Linked DNA regions of Sus scrofa: regions 2 and 3 are each linked to region 1. The links are chromatin contacts, called in public promoter capture Hi-C maps. All regions are on one chromosome and are shown on one strand. Each heading gives the region's core, a stretch centred on a gene start, on an enhancer-like site or on the middle of the called end of the contact. The rest is flanking DNA. Distances are from core to core; before and after follow the strand shown.

Evidence for each region. Promoter capture Hi-C pulls out the DNA fragments that hold promoters and counts their contacts.
Region 2: a promoter capture Hi-C map of liver shows a contact between it and region 1, with 11 times the contacts expected there. The contact joins the promoter of PAN2 here to the promoter of STAT6 in region 1.
Region 3: a contact with region 1 is called in a promoter capture Hi-C map of fetal liver, with 2.9 times the contacts expected there. The contact joins the promoter of STAT2 here to the promoter of STAT6 in region 1. A contact is called at or near these places in 1 of 5 promoter capture datasets (fetal liver) and 1 of 2 datasets of contacts at active chromatin or transcription factors (skeletal muscle).

What each region holds. Positions count from the first base shown.
Region 1 is chr5:22,419,937-22,423,030 of Sscrofa11.1, forward strand. STAT6 (signal transducer and activator of transcription 6, interleukin-4 induced) reads right to left here and starts at 1,512. Exons shown (of 22, transcript NM_001197306.1): 1 at 1,389-1,512.
Region 2 is chr5:21,728,887-21,731,980 of Sscrofa11.1, forward strand. PAN2 (PAB-dependent poly(A)-specific ribonuclease subunit PAN2) reads right to left here and starts at 1,642. Exons shown (of 20, transcript XR_002344302.1): 1 at 1,628-1,642.
Region 3 is chr5:21,747,494-21,750,587 of Sscrofa11.1, forward strand. STAT2 (signal transducer and activator of transcription 2) reads right to left here and starts at 1,467. Exons shown (of 24, transcript NM_213889.1): 1 at 1,401-1,467.

The DNA of each region.
Region 1 (3,094 bases), core at 262-2,761:
CCCCAACCCAGTAACCCCAAGTCCTCCGGCTGTACTTTTAGCCTCTCCCCTCTCCCAGTTCTTGCAAAAGGATGGAGAACAGAGGGGCCCCTTTTCTAGACACTCCAGTCCCTCCCCGCAGGCCCTCTCCCCGTGAGCTCTTTTCTCCCAAAGGCAGAATCCTCCCCCATCCTGCTCAGGGTCCTCTAATAGAGTTTTCTCTACGCCCGCCTTGGGGTGGGGCGCCTTTCGGTTGGTGTTTCAACCCAAGGGAGGACTCCATTCCTTTCTTGTCCCTTCCTCTCTCGTTTCTCAAGGTGTTCAGACCTTTGACCCTCTACCCCTACCCTACTGGGGACTGAGATGACCCCTAAGCCATAGGCAGCCCCACCTTTCCTCTACATCCTCTTGTTGAGTGGCCAGCTTCCTGTCCCGGCTCTGGCTTCAAATCTTCCCCCCCTCCATCCCCAGACTGCAAGGGGCTAGATTTTCCCCCACCCACACCCACCGCCCACACACAATAACAAGGCCGTGTCCATTGGCCTGCCAGGCCAGAGACGCCTTCTGCTCTAAGCCCCGCTGAACAGCCGCAGGGAGGGAGGAGCCCCGGCGTGAGGGGGCGGGGCCAGTGTTGCCTTCCCAATAGGGAAGGGAAGCCCCACGTCCAGGATCTTCATCAGCCCGGCTTCGTGGCCTAAACCTCAGCTCAACTCCGACATTCCTGAGCCCTCTGACCGTGGGACCACAGGATCAAAAGTCAAAAGAGTTTCTCCGAGTTGCCCAATGTGTGTATGTGGAGGTGGGGGCGGGGAGGGATGCGGGGAGGCGGAGCCAGGTCAGCACGAGGAGGGTTAACTCCGTGACGCGCCGGGACCAGCGTGGAGCAGTTTTGAGGGGGAAATTCCCCCTCCTCTGGGGCACCATGAGGTCTACATCTGGGGCTCGCTCACCCCCTAGCCACACCCTTGAACGGGAACCTTTATGGGGGGGCCTGGTAGGGGTTTGTCAAGACCCACTACGCCCAGGCATCAGCCTACCAGGGAGGGGCAGCCACTTTCCCCCACCGCAGACGGCAGAGGGACACCTCCTTTCCCTCCTTTCCCTGCCTTTGCGCGTCCCTGTAGGTGCAGGGACGCGGGGGTGGGGGTGGGGGTGAGGGAGGGGCTGGAAAAAGTGAACCACGGCATGGAGGGGTTGAGGGGGGAAGTGCTAGGCCTGTACCCAGCCCAGATTCCTCTGATATTTCGAAACTGCCAAAACTCAGTACCACCAGCGACCAGCCCCAGCTGAAACAATTTCTTGGGGACCATCCACTCTGCCCAGGGAGGATTCTGAGAGGCCCTCCCCCACCCCCCACACACTCATAGTCAGATGCCCCCCAACCCCCCCTCCTGGAGGTATCCCCTCACCTTGGCAACCCCTCTGCTGTCTTCTCCCTCTCTCAGCGGGCACTGCCAGGCCCCATGGGTCTGTAGCTCTGTCCAGCGGGTTCAGGGCTGGCCCTGCTAGCACCCTCCCTCCAGCACCACTAAAAAGAAAACACGCACACACACACAGTCACACATACACACACACACACACACACACACACACAAAATCCTCTCCCGTCCTCCTCTTCAGTGTAAGCAGTGGCTGCCCCAGCCCGCTGTTTCCGGCTTCTCCGACTACCCAGGTCCCTCCCTGGACCTCTGACGACACAGAGAAGAGAAAGTGGGCTGGAGGAGGAAGAGGAAGAAAGTGGGGTGAGCGTATCTGCCTCCTGTCCCGGGGAGGGGAGCATGGGGTGAGGGGAGCCAGGACTGGGATTTGGGGGGCCCTGGGGCCTGGCTGGAAGGGAGGTTGATCCCCATTTACCCTGTCCCCCATAAAAGCAATAAACTTTTCTCTAGAAAGTCACCTAATGTCAAGTAGAGACATACTGCCTCTCTCATACTCAAAACTTTCGCAGGGGCTGGAGTTTGGGCTCACCAGGGACTGGGCTCCCCCCGGGGCCTCTGGAAGACGAAACCCCTCAGGGCTCTGCGCTCCCTCCAGTGGAGGACCCTGAAAGCAGGCAAGGAGCTCCAGTCTACTCCGTCCGGAACTCCTAGGTTCCCCTCCCTTCTAGGTGGGGACCGCCTTAGAGGTCTCGTGACCGCTGACGGGAGCGTGTGGGGGAGGGGACCCAGAAGCTCAGAATGCTGGAGGACTCCAGGGGTCCTCGGACTGAAAGTCATCTCTGCCCCCTCTTCACAGGGGACTATTCTCAGACCCAGGTGGGAGCCAGCAAAAGCTGGAGTTGCTGCCTGATTCCCAAGGGTCAAGTTTGAATATGAATCTGCTGTGCAGCCTTGGCAAAGTTCCCAACTGTTTCTGGGGTAAACACTGAGACACACCCAGAAACAAACACACATACACAATTTCCCTGGCCACAAGATTCCCCCCCCCAACACGCACACATACTTACACACACGTGCAGGCAGTCTCGAAGACATGTCTGCACTCAGAGCCACATGCAGTCACAAGGGGACACACACTCACACACAAGGCTTGCTCAGCTTCTGAGTCATCATCATAACTAGTGGATGGTTTCTGCAGCTTTTGCTGGAGGAGGAGCTGGAGAAGGCCAAGGGACTCCGAGAGCTATTCAGGCCCCTAAACCTGAGAAGTGGTGTGGGCAAAGGGTGGTCTCTGAGGGGCGGTGGAAGATGGGAGGTGGTTTCTACTCCCCTCCTTTCTCCCCAAACAGGGCTGGGCTCAGGGGCCAAAGCCAGGCCTATGCTGCCCCCTGGTGTCTGAACAGATTCCCAAAGCCCAGCTCCTTCCACTTGGGTTCATGTGGAACAGGTGGCAACCAGCCAGGCAGCAGAGGATAGCAATTAAGACCCTGGCCTCTGGAGACAGGCTACGTGAGTTCAAATCTTGCCAGTGCTGCTAACTGCACAACTCTGGGCAGTTCACTCTTTGTGCTTCAGTTTTGCCATCTGTAAAACAGAGCAAATAATAGTCTTGACTTACAAAGTGTGAGAGTGAAATGCAATAATACATGTGAAAGCTTAGAAAAATGCCTGGCACATAGTAAACGTTAGGCACTATTATTATTATTATTACTTTTTGGTCTTTTTAGGGCCACACC
Region 2 (3,094 bases), core at 392-2,891, 690 kb before region 1:
AGAGTTTTAAATACTCTTTCTCGGAGTTCCCGTCGTGGCGCAGTGGTTAACGAATCCGCCTAGGAACCATGAGGTTGTGGGTTCGGTCCCTGCCCTTGCTCAGCGGGTTAATGATCCGGCGTTGCCGTGAGCTGTGGTGTAGGTTGCAGACGCGGCTCGGATCCCGCGTTGCTGTGGCTCTGGCGTAGGCCGGTGGCTACAGCTCCGATTCAACCCCTAGCCTGGGAACCTCCATATGCCTCGGGAGCGGCCCAAGAACCAAGAAATAGCAACAACAACAAAAAAGACAAAAGACAAAAATAAATAAATAAATAAATACTCTTTCTCTCTCTCAAGACAAGTAGACCTTCATAAAATCACCCAAGAATTTAGACTTCCAGGATTCTGTAAGGAAGGGGTCTTAGACTTAGTCAGATGTCATAGACCTCAGAGAAAAACACCTTAACTCAGAGAGGGTCCCTAGATTTAACATCTTACAAAGGAGTTCCTGTTATGGCTCAATGGTAATGAACCCGTCTAGTAACCATTAGGATGTGGGTTCGATCCCTGGCCTCAGTCAGTGGGTTAAGTGTCCGATGTTGCTGTGAGCTGTGGTGTAGGTCACAGACCTGCATTACGGTGGCTATGGCATAGGCCAGCAGCTGCAGCTCTGACTTGAAACCTATCCTGGGAACTTCCATATGCCACACGTGTGGCCTTAAAAAAATAAAATCTTGCAAAAAAGATGAGTGCTGAGAAACAGGGACAGTTTTTTACGGTTGAGAAATTTACATATTGAAGTCTCAAATTAAGAGAAACTTGGGGGTTCCTGTTGCGGCACAGTGGAAACGAATCCAGCTAGTATCCATGAGGATGCAGGTTTGTTCCCTGTCCTCGCTCAGTGAGTTGGGGATCTGGCATTGCCGTGAGCTGTGATGTAGGTTGTAGACACGGCTCAGATCCTACGTTGCTGTGGCTGTGGCGTAGGCTGGCAACTACAGCTCTGATTCGACGCCTAGTCTGGGAACATGGGAACTTCCATATGCCGCAGGTGTGGCCCTTAAAAAAAAAAAAATTAGGAGAAACTTCACAATGAGAATTACAGGGCCTGAGGTACCAGAGACACCTGAGTTAAATGGTCTACTTTAGTAGTTCCCATTGCGGTTCAGTGGAAATGAACAGGACGAGTATCCATGAGGATGCAGTTTCAATCCCTGGCCCCATTCAGAGTGTTAAAGATCCAGCGTTGCCTCCAGCTGTGGTGCAGGTCATAGACAAAGCTTGGATCTGGTGTTGCTATGGCAGTGGTGTAGGCTGGCAACTGCAGCTCAGATTCAACCCCTAGCCCAGGAAGTTCCATATGCCATGTGTGTGGCCCTAAAAAGACTAAATAAAGAAATGAGCTACTTTTTTTAGGGTGTTCAGTGTCTGCTTCACAGTGTCCATTAGAATGGAACAACTGAGAATGCAGGACCTGAAGTCTGCACTGTAATTCTGTCCAGTTAGTTGGAGGACCATTCTGTGGTCTTAGGCAAGTTACTTACCTCTGCACCTCAGTTTCCTCATCTGTAATATGGGGATAATAATACCTTGTTGGGTTATGGGAAATAAATGATTTTAATACATGAAAAGTGCTTAAATCAAGTACCTGGCTTAAAGTGAGATAAGCCGTCATTATTAACCAATTGGGGAAACTTCAACTGGATTTGGCATCTGGGGATCCAACTGGAAAGGCCTGCTTGGGAGTGTCTTGTCAATGTAGTTTGCATAACGGTTGAGGTCCTGCTGACGTCAAGGGCTCCTTGCAGCTCCAGGTCAGATCTAGTCCTGGAAGTAGTTCCTGTTACAGAACAGTCCCACAATTGCCCCGCCAACCTTGCTTCCTATCCAACTCCCGAAGCACCAGGAAGTGAAACAAAGCCCCGTGCCTCCAACTCACCCTTGTCCCTCTCATCCCATCCCCCAGGGCTCCACTTCCTCCTCCTCCTTTTCACCTTCCATCTCCTATCCTAAAGGGCTCCCAGAATGGGAACCAGAGGTGGGAAAAGCATGGGACACATTATACAAACCTGAGGTGAGCTCTCCTACCCCCACCCAACCTCAATTTCCTTATTCCATGTGTATCCACCGATGTAAAGAAAGGCAAACCATTTCTCCTTCAAACTGAGGTAATCTCTCTGATGCTGGAAATGTTTTACCTAAAGGATGGATTTACCACAGAGTCATATTTGAATCTGTAATTTCATTGGGCAGTTCTGAATAGTCCTAAGGGAAGGGAGACCTCTGTCAAGTGTAAGTTTTTCAGAGAAAAAGGATCAAGCTGTTGGGAAGGCTTTGGGAGCTATCTGTGTGGTCATCCATGGCCTCATTCTGACGTCCAAATTGTCCTGGGACCCTCCACTGGGGTTGGGGCAGTCCCAGATTTGGACCACCCTCCACACCCACGCCCAACCTCACAGTCTCAGCTGTTTCACTTAATGTTGCATCAGGGATGGTGATGAAATCAGTATCAGTGGATTTTACCCACGGATGCAACAGGCTGAAGGACTGAGCCGGGGTCACTGACATTGTGCACCTTCAACCACCCAGAACTCCTGGACTTCTAGCCACGGGGAAGGGGCTGGGTATTGGAATGACAGTTGGATTTCTAGCCTTGGCTTATACTGCCCCCCCCACGCCCCCGCCCCAAATCACCTGAATTCCACAGAGCCCATGAAATTTGGGCCACTAAAGTTGAGCAGTCAGATGGTTCTTAGCAACAGCTCTCGCCCTCCCATAGCCCTCCTATCCTCCAAAGTGAGGCCTGAGGTGAGGGAAAAATAATACCTTATACTGAACTTATGTGGCTTCATAGTTCACAAAGTGCTTTCATATCCATTCTCTCCCAGTGGAAATCAAAATGTTCCCAATAGAGAAGAAAAAGCCCCCTTATTCTTAGATTGAGGGCATCAGGTGGGGACCAAACTTCATTCCAAACTCAGCTAACCATCCTATTAAGAGATGAACGCATGCTTCTGTTTTGGTTTTTACTCAGGCAGGAGGAGATGAGGAAATTAGTTTTGAAGGGAGGGAAGATATCGCTCTGGAGGCAAAAAGATGTGGGAAAGGTTAAACA
Region 3 (3,094 bases), core at 217-2,716, 670 kb before region 1:
TCAAACCAGCATCCTCACAGAGACAATGTGGTGTCCTTAACTCACTGAGCCACAACAGGAACTCCGAAACATTGAATATTTCTATGAGCTTTATTTCATCTATTTCCTTCAATGAATTTATTTTAAATTTATTTGTCTGTGTTTGTATTCATTTATGCTGGAGCATTTAAAGGTCAGTCGTAAGTATTTATCTCAGCATTACCCTGCTGGCCCCAAAGCTTTATCAGGGGCTGAAACCTCCTTGGAGATAAGGTACATGCTATAAGCTGCTCTCCATGTTGGAAGGAGGAGCTCCATTCTAAAAGATGCTTAAACACTATGCAAAGCGTAACTCAACCCTAAGATTGTGACACTTTTACGATGATCTTTGTCAATCTTCAATTCTTCATGTAGAGTATCAACTCTGTGAGACATTTCACTCAAAAGTGGGTTTTGCCTGTCACCAAACATGCTGGGTAAGGAAAAAGAATATTTCTCTGTACCTTTCCCTGCCCACTGCCATCTGTCTGTTAGGAAATCAAAACTTATTACTGCCTGAGCCTAACAAAAAAAGAATCAACACCCACATTTGTGGTCTAAAAAAAGGTCACATGATTTTACTACAAATCAAATGCTTGGGGTGGAGAGATTCTTTTCCACCAGTATGAATATTCATGAGCTGCCTTTCTACTGGGCAGTAGGAACAGGGTAAGGAAAGGATTGGGCAGAGGCTCCTATTTTTCATTTCATTTACCCTTTGGTGGTACTTGACTTCTTAAACTGTGTACTGGTTTTGCTTCCAAAAACAAAGATGAGACCCCAGTTCCCAAAAAAACGAATCAGCTGGTATTAGAAAGCTGGTATTAGAAAGCTGGCAAGTAAACCCTAAGGCTTAAATATGAAAAACAAACCCCAAATATCTGGTCTTCCCAAATTGGTTACAAACACTGAGGTTAAGGGCTGTAAACTCTTTTTTTCTCCAGTAATCTGTCACTCTTTTAGGTGCCTATTTCCTGCTCAATAAGCTTTTCTGAAATGAACTGTGTGACCTTAGGTAAATCGGTTCACCTTTCCGTATCTTAACATTAACAAATAAGGATTATACCTTTAGACAGTGGAGTGTTTGTTTGATGAGGATCAAAAATAACACAGACCAGAATGTAAAAGCTTTGGCTAAGACAATGAACCAATGCAACTGATGCCAGGTTTTGGGTCTCGGAAGTTGCAGGGGTATTTTGGGAAGGGGAAGTTAGGGTTGGGGATCTAGGTTGGACAGGAGGATGAAGTAGCTGACAGCTCCCACTTCAACCTGGAGACAGAGTCCGACCCCTCCGGGACGTACATGCCGGGGCCTGCCTCCCTACATAGGAAGAAACTCATGCCTCCACCCACACCCCCGCGCGCCCTCTGAGGGTCCATACCTTGTTAGGGTCTCAGACCCGCTCTATGCCAGCAGCTCGGGTTCAGGCTTCCGGTCCCCAGAGTGAGAGCCAGTACAAGGGCCTCCCGCGCCGCCCTCGACTTCGGCCCGCCTCTCGGCCCCGCCCCCTTGCTGCAAGCTTGGGTAAGCCGCTGAACTCTGGAGCTCGCCGTTCCCAGCTGTGCACCCTGACACTGGCTGCCATTCAGCCAAGTTCTTCCGCAGGCTGTGAGCTCATTGGCGCTACCACGACTCCTCCCTCTCCGCGGGGCGGGACAAGAGGAGCCTAAACCACTCCTCCAGCTGCATTGATTGGTAGACATTCTCAAGTAAGCCCCGCCCCATGTCTGCGGGAGGGAGGTGTCCAACTAAAAGAACAGCGCAGGACTGAAACAGCTGATTTCCGAGAACCCACAAAAAAGCCGCGGAAGTGAGACTCGCTCATGCGCTCAGAGGCGCTAAACTAACAAGCGAAATGGATTTTGATTTTCATTACTTTGGGACAGGAAGGGGAGGGCTTAAGTAATAAGAACAACAAAAAAAAACTGTTTATTGATGGCACTGTGCTAAGCATTTACACAATGTATAATTTTTAATTTCCACAAAACTCATTGAGGTGAAAATCATTATCCTCACTTTAGAAATTTAAAAAACTGGGAGTTGCCGTCGTGGCGCAGTGGTTAACGAATCCGACTAGGAACCATGAGGTTGCCGGTTCGGTCCCTGCCCTTGCTCAGTGGGTTAACGATCCGGCGTTGCCGTGAGCTGTGGTGTAGGTTGCAGACGCGGCTCGGATCCCGCGTTGCTGTGGCTCTGGCGTAGGCCGGTGGCTACAGCTCCGATTCAACCCCTAGCCTGGGAATCTCCATATGCCGCGGGAGCAACAACAACAGCAACAACAACAACAAAAAAAAGGCAAAAAAAAAAAAAAGAAAGAAATTTAAAAAACTGAGTTTGGAGAAAGAAGTGAAATTACTAGCTAGTGATCAAAGCTCTAACGAGTAGAACCTGGATTCTAAGTCAAATCCTCTGATTCTGAACAACAAAATTTGAAATTCCTACATTTTACGGCACTGCCTTCCTCCTTGATAACAAATTAGATATATGGATTTTGAACACGCACATACAAACTTGTCAGAATATTAGATCTAGCCAATGTGTTTACCACCTTCTTTTATATCGCAGGATTCCCAAAGCCAGGATCTGAGTTGTAGCCCTTGAATAAGGTCCACCACCAGTAAGGAGGTGAACTTACTACTTCTGACACCAAAGGGGTCACGGTAGCTGTTTCTTCCAGGTCACCCATGGCTATGGTGCTCCCCAAGACCTCCTTGCTGGTCTCTGGTGGAGGGGTTTTCACCTCTCTCTCATTGTAATACTGGATCACACGATGAATCCCAGACTTCACTACAGGTTTAAGTGAAGTACTGATCAGTATTCCCCAGGGCCCCCCTGACGATCCAGCCATGGCTGTCAGGAGGTCATAACCCAGATCTATGACCCCATCTCGGCCTCTTTCCTTGGCCTTGTCGGAGCAGTTCTGAACAGCGTAATACAAAGCCGTGCCCAGGTTGTAGAAGGTTCCCACTCCCGGCAATAGCTGGACTATATTGTGCACACTCTGCTCCTTCTCATGCTCGCAGTCCTTGATGGAGAGGGATCGACGAGCCCTCTTTGGGCTTGTCTGCTCCTCGG